2 separate regions of the Mus musculus genome follow, and region 2 is linked to region 1. The links are chromatin contacts, called in public promoter capture Hi-C maps. All regions are on one chromosome and are shown on one strand. The core of a region is the stretch at or near the end of the contact, and the rest is flanking DNA. Distances in the headings are between cores, read along the strand shown. Region 1 holds the start of Adcy5 (adenylate cyclase 5). Region 2 overlaps Sema5b (sema domain, seven thrombospondin repeats (type 1 and type 1-like), transmembrane domain (TM) and short cytoplasmic domain, (semaphorin) 5B).

Region 1 (4,275 bases), core at 1,071-3,570:
GGTGGGGGGCAGAGAGAAGAGAGGGAGGGAGGAGGAGGAGTGAGAACAGGTTCAAGGATGCAAGGCTGCCCAGTAACCTCGCTGTCTACATGCCTTCTGTGCATGCAGTTGCCTATGTCCCAAGTGTCTCTTAAACATCTTTGCTACAATGGCAGAATTCTGGAAATGTGTTCATCTTTATGCTGGAGTAATCCTTTCCTTAAGTCAGTTGAGCAAAATTTACAGGAGGTGGCTGATTCAAACTGAGACCCTGCACCAGACTCAAGTCCCAGCAGGCCACATTGTTAATCATCTGACCTTCCCTAGGGGGACAGAGAGAGACTATGCAGGTGTGAACTTCCCAAACGTGCCAGCCTTGACAAGATAAGGAAGTCCCACTCCGGTTTCACCTTCTTTGAAATGAGCTATGCCCTCTTTGTTCCGATTCTGCCTCTTCAGCCATTTTCTGTCTAGAAAGCTGAAGCGCTTCTGTGTAGCTCATCAGATCACTCAGTCTATTACCCAGAACGAGCTGTTGCTTGATTCCCAAATCACAAAGAAAAACCAATTAAGATCACAACTAAATCTGTTCTCTTATTGGTGTTTGACACTGACAATAGAATATCCCTACAGTACCAAGAAGCTTAACAAATATTGCCCATCTTCTTTCCCTGCTGGACCTAGATTGCACCCCCAGAATCGATTTGGTACTCACAGAGGGAAACAATGGTTTTTGCCGTACACTGACAGGCTCTTGGAATCCTGTTGCCTAGTGAGTGTGGCTGAGCCAGAGGGGCTGGCCAGCTTTGCTCCCTCCCTGATTACACGAGTTCCAGACCCAGTTTGCTGTCTTTTCCTGGTAGCATCCAGCCCGGTACAATGCTTTGCAAGTTTCCAGCGCGATAGGGTTTGGCTGGCTAGGTTCGTGTTGCTTTTACTACTTAGCCAACCATAGATTACTCAAAGGCTGGAGGATTACTCAAGATCCCGTTTACGCAGATCCCTTGGAATTCTTTTTTTCTCTCCTCCCGGTTTGCAGCTCTGGCAAGGTTTATCTTCAGTTGCCAAGGAGATGAGCAGTGGAGGAGGATGTGGACCTCTAGGCTTCTTGTCAACTTTGGAGGACGGCAGAAGGATGAAGGGGCTGACAGCATACAAGTCACCCTCCCCAAGCAAAACTGCCAGAACTCCGGTTAGGACAGCTTAGGGGGTCAAGGGAGCTGAAGAGGCAGACAGACCCAGATCTTCTACTCAGCTGTCTACTCTTGTCTACCCTTGCCTTTATTCAGGAGTTCCCAGAAGGGTCATTTTTGCTTCCCTGACTGGCAAGGAGACTAGCTTGCCTGTGGGAGCATCTGGGTAGGTGTGGAAGCCAGCGTAGCACTGAAGAAAAGATCTTTGGATTGTGGGTTAGGAGACCTGTGTGGTGTATTCCAAGTTGGCTAAGTTCTTAGAGCCTCAGTTTCCACATTTGCAAATAGGAAATAGCTACACAGGCCCTGTCCCCCATCCGAGCCCATGGCTGTTACTAGAACCACATGGGATTTAAAACACATGAACAGGCAAAGGGCTCCTTATAAACGCCAGGTGTTCCCACAGCTGTCAGTGGTGTTTCCTCTTAGTAACTATGCTCCAAAGTGGTCCTGCTCGCCCCACCCTGGCTGCATCGGCCTCACCCACTGCTAGCAACTCCATCTTTTCCATCGCTGTCTTTCTGTGCCCCAGACATCCTCAGTCTCTGCATCTCCCTAGTTCATTTCCGGGTCTGGCTCTGGGTCCCTCCGTCCTCTCTAGGGACTCTGTCTCCAGTTCCCTGCGGCAGTAGCGGTCGGGGCGCCCCCCACCCGGCGCGCCCTCCGTTGGCACCGTCGCCGGGCCACAGAATCGCCCAATAAGAGCGCCGGACTCGAGTCTGACAGCTCTGGAAGCGGCCAATAGAGCCGGACCAGAGAAGGGGGGAGCAGCACCGTAGCTGAAGTTGGGCTGAATGGGGGTGGGGGAGAAAAGGGTAATAAAAAGAGGGGAGATAGGACTGGGGTCGCAGGACCCGATCGGGGGTGGATTGCCCGCTACCCAGGTCCGACGAGGGATCCGCCCGTTGACCCGGCTCCAGGCACCAGGGAGGGAGGGGCGCAGTGAAAATATAGGTGAGGAAGGGGAGCGGGGGTCCCTGCGGCTCCCGGGCCCGGCTTGAGTATGTTCGCGGGGTGCCGGGGCCAGGACGCGGGCGGCGGCAGGGCAGAGGGCGGAGGCGGCCGCACGCCGCTGTGAGCCGAGGCCCGAGCGGCGCGGGGGGCGGGGAGGCGGCGGGAGGAGGGGATGCGGAGGGCGCTCCGGCGGCGGCGGCGGCGAGCGGGCGAGAAGGGAGGAGCGGCGCGAGCGGCCGGAGCGGCGCAGGGCCCGAGGCGTGCATGGCGCGCCCGGAGCCGGGCTCCCTCGGGCCCCTCGGGAGCGCCCCCGGGGCGCCGCGGCTCTTCGGCCGGCCCTTATCGGCCGGCTGCTGTTGAGCCGCAGCCCTCCATCGCTGGATGCCGTGGTCCCCGGGAGAAGCCCGCCTGCGTTGGGGCAGAACGGCGGCGGCGCTGCGCCGGATTCCGCCCTCCGCGTAGTGGTTCTGCGCTCGGCTACGGTGGGCCAGCCGCCGGCAACGAGGAACCCAGGGCTTGCGGAGCTAGCGACTCAACCCTCGGGACCTGCCGGAACGGGCCGGCCTGCTGGGTCTGGGGGACAGGAGGAGACGAGAGGGGAAGGGCCGCACCGCAGGAGCCGGTCCTCGCCCCCGCCCCCTGCGCGGGCACGCCGGAGGCTCTGTTCGCCTTTCGCGGGGGCCACGCTCCCACTCGCGCCTCCGGAGGTGGGGGATGCGGGCGACGGCCCCCCCGGGCTCCAGGACCCTCCTCCCCGGGGCTCCGGAGCTCTTGCTCCGCCCGCCGCCCCCTCCCCCGTCCTCTCCACCCCCCATCCCACCTCCCCACCCCTCGTAAGAAAATAATGCTGGCAGGAGCCTGCACCTCCCAGTCGCTCCCAGTGCGCTGCGAGCAAAGGGCACCCGCTGCGTCTCCGTGCCGGGACCCCTGCCGAGCCGCCCTCGCCGCCACCTTGCTGGGAGAGTCGCTGCTCTCGGCTTAGGCAAAAGCCACGAGCGCCGCGCCCGGGAACTGCCAGCTTCGGAGAGGCGCCGCCCGCAAGGACACCTCTCCGTCCCGCCTGCTCCTCAACTCCCAGCCTGAGCTCGACGCGAGCCAGGAGTCCGGACATCTCTGCGTCCGGCGCAGCAGTCAGAGCTGTCCCCACTGCCACCGCTCGGAGCCAACTCCGTCTCGGACCTGGGACTCTGGACTCTAATTCGTAGCTACTTCTCACCTCGGGGCTGCGCTGTCTCCCCGCTAGCCTTCCCGTTGTCCTCCACCGCTCAGGACGGGGGTGCCACGATGTCCCGCTGCTGCGCAGGGCCCCGGGCCTCCCTCGACGTGTGACCCTAGCCTGGTCCCCCTGCTTGGCTGTCCGCCCTCTCCTTGGAGACCCCCGGCCCGGCCCCCGGGGGAAGAGGAAGAAGACGACGAGGCCGAGGGGGGGATGTCCGGCTCCAAAAGCGTGAGCCCCCCGGGCTACGCTGCACAGACAGCGGCGTCGCCAGCGCCCCGGGGAGGCCCGGAGCATCGCGCCGCTTGGGGAGAAGCCGATTCCCGCGCCAATGGCTACCCCCACGCCCCCGGGGGATCAACCCGCGGCTCCACCAAGAGATCTGGGGGAGCGGTGACCCCACAACAGCAGCAGCGCCTGGCCAGCCGTTGGCGCGGTGGCGATGACGACGAAGACCCTCCACTAAGCGGTGATGACCCTCTGGCTGGGGGCTTCGGCTTCAGCTTCCGCTCTAAGTCCGCCTGGCAGGAGCGCGGTGGCGACGACGGCGGTCGCGGCAGCAGGCGGCAGCGGCGGGGCGCGGCTGGAGGGGGCAGCACCCGGGCGCCCCCTGCGGGCGGCAGCGGCAGTTCGGCGGCGGCCGCAGCGGCCGCAGGTGGCACAGAGGTGCGCCCCCGCTCGGTGGAGCTGGGCCTGGAGGAGCGTCGAGGAAAAGGCCGAGCGGCCGAGGAGCTGGAGCCCGGGACTGGCATCGTCGAGGATGGAGACGGGTCGGAGGATGGAGGCAGTTCTGTGGCGTCAGGCTCTGGGACCGGCGCGGTGCTGTCGTTGGGCGCCTGCTGCCTGGCCTTGCTGCAGATATTCCGCTCTAAGAAGTTCCCGTCGGACAAACTGGAGCGTCTGTACCAGCGCTACTTCTTCCGCCTGAACCAG
Region 2 (4,073 bases), core at 1,155-3,654, 460 kb after region 1:
GGGATAGTACCCAAAAGTGCAGATGCTTAGCGATACGATAATCCAACACACACAGTACTTAGAACAGCAGGATTCCATATCAGATATCCTGCCTTGATATATTGTGTTTCATAACAGTAGCATAATTAGTTATGAAGTAGCAATGAAATAATTTTTAGTTGGTGGTCCCTACAACATGTGAAACTGTGTTAAAGGGTTGCAACATTAGGAAGGTTGAGAACCACTGACTTAGAAGAACTGACAATGCCCCTTACATCCCCCACCAACTCTTCTCAACCGCAGCTAAGGGTCCAGTGGGGAGGCATCCACACTGGTGTGCTATCACCAGCATCCATCCTCTGGAGTTCTTTAAATGACAGAAGCAGCTTTGTGGCCACGGAGCAGGAGCCCGAGTGGGTTCTTACCAACTAAGGCCTGCATTCAACAGATGAATCTGTGCTGGAGAATCCAGAAAAGAAAGTCCAGGGTTTTTGCTGGGTTTGAATCTGTTTTGTTTTTTTTTTTTTTTTTTTTTTTTTTTTTTTTTTTGAGCTGTGGGCATGTTTTCAAATGCAGTTTCCATTTTCTTCAGCCTGGGAACATCTGATAGCAAAATGTTTTCACAGAGGGCGCTTGCCCATGGGGAGGGGACAGGCGGCTGCTCTAATGAGAAGATAAGCGGGATGTGTGTTTGGCAATGTCCTTAGCATTTAATTCCAGTAATTAAAGTAGGCAAGCCTCCTTTGTTTTCCTTTTCCTTGCAAAAACAATGAAATATTACAGGCTATCGGGGAGGGGGCAGGAAATAAACCCTACTCTGCATTGTCTCACCATGGCACCACCAACCATGTCCATTTGTGATACTGTCCCGTACAAGGCACAAACCAAACACTGCTCACCTGATGAAGCCATACTGCAGCCCTGCGAGGTGCCCTGACCCACGACCTACCTCTGACAACAGGCTCTCTCTATACAGTTGATCCATCTTCATCCACCCCACCCTCCTCACTCCCACCCCCCCAACCGGTGGCTTTCCCCACAGAGCTACCTCAAGATGCAGCTTGCATTGTGGTGGTACATACTTGCAATCCCAGAAGTTGGAAGGTGGGAGGAGGAGGGGGAGGAAGAAGAGGAGGAAACTGGGTCTTCCTTGGCTACATAGTAAGTTAAAGTATAACCTGGGAGACTGTCTCAAAACAAAGTTTTTCTCTCCTTTGTTTGCCCAAGTGATGTGGACCCTGCCTGCTCCTGTTTTCAGGTGTGACCCTTAGTTGACTCATTCAGACAAGCAAGTCCAGGTTCCGAGGTCAGAGGGTAGAGACACTTCAGACCATGTTGAAGAGGGTATCCTGGAGTGACCTGGGCTCTGCTCCCATGACTCTGTCATATTCGAAGTCTTGAGTGCTATGTTGTGTGCTAATGTCCAGCTGTAACGCCTGGCTGCCTAGGTTTGAATCTCCTATGACGTTTTTCAAATGACTCATCTGTGCCTCAGTTTCCTTATCCATGCAATGGAAATAAACATAATCTGCCTGGTCCAGGGAGATAAGGTGTGGGTTAAATGGCGGGTCATCAAGAGCATGACACTGCTTGTTTTGTTTTGTTTTTTGGTTTGGTCTTTTCGAGACAGGGTTTCTCTGTGTAGTCCTGGCTGTCCTGGAACTCACTTTGTAGACCAGACTGGCCTCGAACTCAGAAATCCGCCTGCCTCTGCCTCTGCCTCCCAAGTGCTGGGATTAAAGGCGTGCGCCACCACGCCCAGCGAGCATGACACTGTTATGGTGTTGATAGATTTCCTTGGTTCTGCCACTAGCTCCCTACCCAATCTTGAGCTGGGCATGCCCTCCAAGGGCTCAGTGTCTTCAGGGCCAAAGCACAGCGTGGACGCCAAGAATCTGTGAGAGCTTTGCTTGTCTTGCCCGTGTGTTAATCTCAGTTTGAAGGTGTGGATAGGATGACTTCTACATTCTAATGGGACAGACAGACAACTTGGAGGTTTCTAGGACCCTGTGAGAGAAAAGCAGACACTACCTTCTGGCTTCCCCCAAGCTGCAGAATGCAGAGGGGAAGCTTAGGCCAGCAACTGAGCTTGCTCTTGGGAGATTTAGGGTGAGGAGGGGATGCCCCCTACACGGCCACTCCCCTGTTTCAGTGTTGTGGGGCCTCCCAGCTCTCAGCAGCTGTTCTTCCCCTATCCGGAGCCAATGTTCCCTCTGGGCCCCAGTGGCTCAAAGGGTCCAATTGGGAAGAAAGGAGGAAAATCCGTATCCAATCTGTTCTATTCAGAGCAATGGATGGACTCTGCATCTCAATCTTATCTTTGTGTGAGTTTGGCTGAACTGCACCCCGCCAAGTGTTGAGCGGGCTGTGTGGGTGGAAAGATGCCTCAGATGCGTCTGCAGAGAGGCACAGCTGGGCATTTGGTAGCCTGGGCAGGCTGTGTGAATGAGTGGCAACCCCACACCTTCGCCTGCTGCCAAACCACAGTCCTGGATCCAGTCTTCCCGGTCTTGCTCCCCCGCCCCGGTTTCTTCTTATTCTCTGCCCCCTTTCTCCTCCTTCCTCAGGCAGGCAGCCAAGTGGAGGTTTTGAATGGCAGCAGAGAGGAAGGGGAGAATATGGAGTTCAGGCCCGAGCCCCTTCCCTTCCCTGCAGGGCCTGGTCAGTGGAGCTGAGGTGGGCAAATACCCCTGAGCTGATCCCTCATCCTGGCCCCTGGCTCGGGGCCCTGGCTCGGGGAGGCATCCAGGTGGCCGTCAGCACTGGCTGGGGATGCGCACCCCACCCTGTCCATCTGGAACCCCTGGCATTTGTTCTCCCACTGCCTCTCAAGACCTGGATAAACGGGCTCCTGCAGCCCAGACTCGCAGGAGGCTGATTTGTAGCAGAAATCAGCTTAATAATTTATAGCTAGAAAGTGCTCTCCTTGGGGAAAAAAAAAAAAAAAGCCAACTCAGGAAACCAAATTAGACTCCGCAGGCTGCTGAGAGCACATGGAGCCAGGGCTGCAGAGTGTGGCTGCAGGCTTGGGACTGTGCCTCCTTGGGGGACGATGACCAGGACATCCCAGTCCTAGTGTTAACAGTCATGGGACCTTGAGTGGGTTCCTCGGCTTCCAGAATCTCTTTTCTCCCAGTCAGCTGAGCAGTGGGCATCTCGCAGCTTTCTTATATACAAAGTTGCCATGAAATCTTGCAAGTCAGGAGCATGGTCCATGCCATTTTTACTCAAGCTTTTTATTTTATTATCTTTTGGGTTGGGAAATTGTTTCTTTCTCTTTGATTTTAGCCCCACCCCCACCCCCCTTTCAAAGAAAAGATGCCTCTGCTTGCTCTAGGAAGCCCTCCTCATCAGCAGACACTAGAGGATGTCTGTGTCTCCAGCCTCCATGGCTTATCTGAGGATGTCTAGAAGCATGTCTTTGCCTGTGCTGTCCCCACCGTGTCTTCTTGGCTCCTGGTGACTGGGGAGCACTACCTTGTACCCTTCCATGTAGGGTACGCAGCATCCCTTAATGCCGGTCTCCCATGGTGTCTTGTTCCTCCCAGACATCTTTAGACTCTGCTGTGTGTGCTCACAGTCTACCCATGCCCCGACCTCCTGAGTAAGTGGTAGAAGATGGTAAGAACTCAGTTTTCTCCTCATTCCCAATGAGGTCAGGAATGAATTGATACTTCTCAGATCATCTGGGTAGCTGGCAAGCTGGGAAAGGCAGAAAATACCTACTGGGAGGCCAGTCTGGGTTCTGTGGGGTCTTAGTGGACATGCCCACTCTGTTCTTTTCTCCCCGCTCCGCCATCCTGTGCTAAGGATAGAGGTCCATCTAAGTGAGCTTCCGATGGCTTTGGCCATAGCTCTCTGCCCTTCCCTTGATCTCCACTGTCTCTGTGAGAGTCCATTCCTCGACTGTTACCTATTGTCATTTGACAGTTTGTGCCAAGCACACAGGCACTGCCCATGTTCGGGGAAGCAGATGCTTGCTTGCATGGGTGTGCTTTCTTTCTCATACCCTCAGGACTCTAGTTACTCACCTCCAGGCACCATCAGAGTGACCCCAGAGAGAAGACTCACAGGAAACGGGAGCAATGGTGTGG

The links. Promoter capture Hi-C pulls out the DNA fragments that hold promoters and counts their contacts.
Region 2: a contact with region 1 is called in a promoter capture Hi-C map of hippocampal neurons, with 2.3 times the contacts expected there. The contact joins the enhancer-like site here to the promoter of Adcy5 in region 1. A contact is called at or near these places in 5 of 39 promoter capture datasets (the C10 cell line, HPC-7-derived erythroid cells, embryonic stem cells and 2 more), 1 of 484 Hi-C or Micro-C datasets (uterus) and 4 of 115 datasets of contacts at active chromatin or transcription factors (embryonic stem cells and neural tube).

Annotation. Positions count from the first base shown.
Region 1 is chr16:35,152,544-35,156,818 of GRCm38.p6, forward strand. It overlaps Adcy5 (adenylate cyclase 5), which reads left to right and starts at 2,321. Exons shown (of 21, transcript NM_001012765.5): 1 at 2,321-4,275. The coding sequence starts at 3,556.
Region 2 is chr16:35,611,852-35,615,924 of GRCm38.p6, forward strand. The region is part of intron 1 of Sema5b (sema domain, seven thrombospondin repeats (type 1 and type 1-like), transmembrane domain (TM) and short cytoplasmic domain, (semaphorin) 5B); the gene reads left to right. Among named protein-coding and RNA genes, the nearest start is that of Sema5b, 73 kb to the left of the region's middle. Within about 2 kb of position 2,405, at least 60 of the 459 cell types and tissues checked have an H3K27ac peak or open chromatin away from gene starts, as enhancers often do. A contact at or near this core is called in hippocampal neurons, where this site is marked.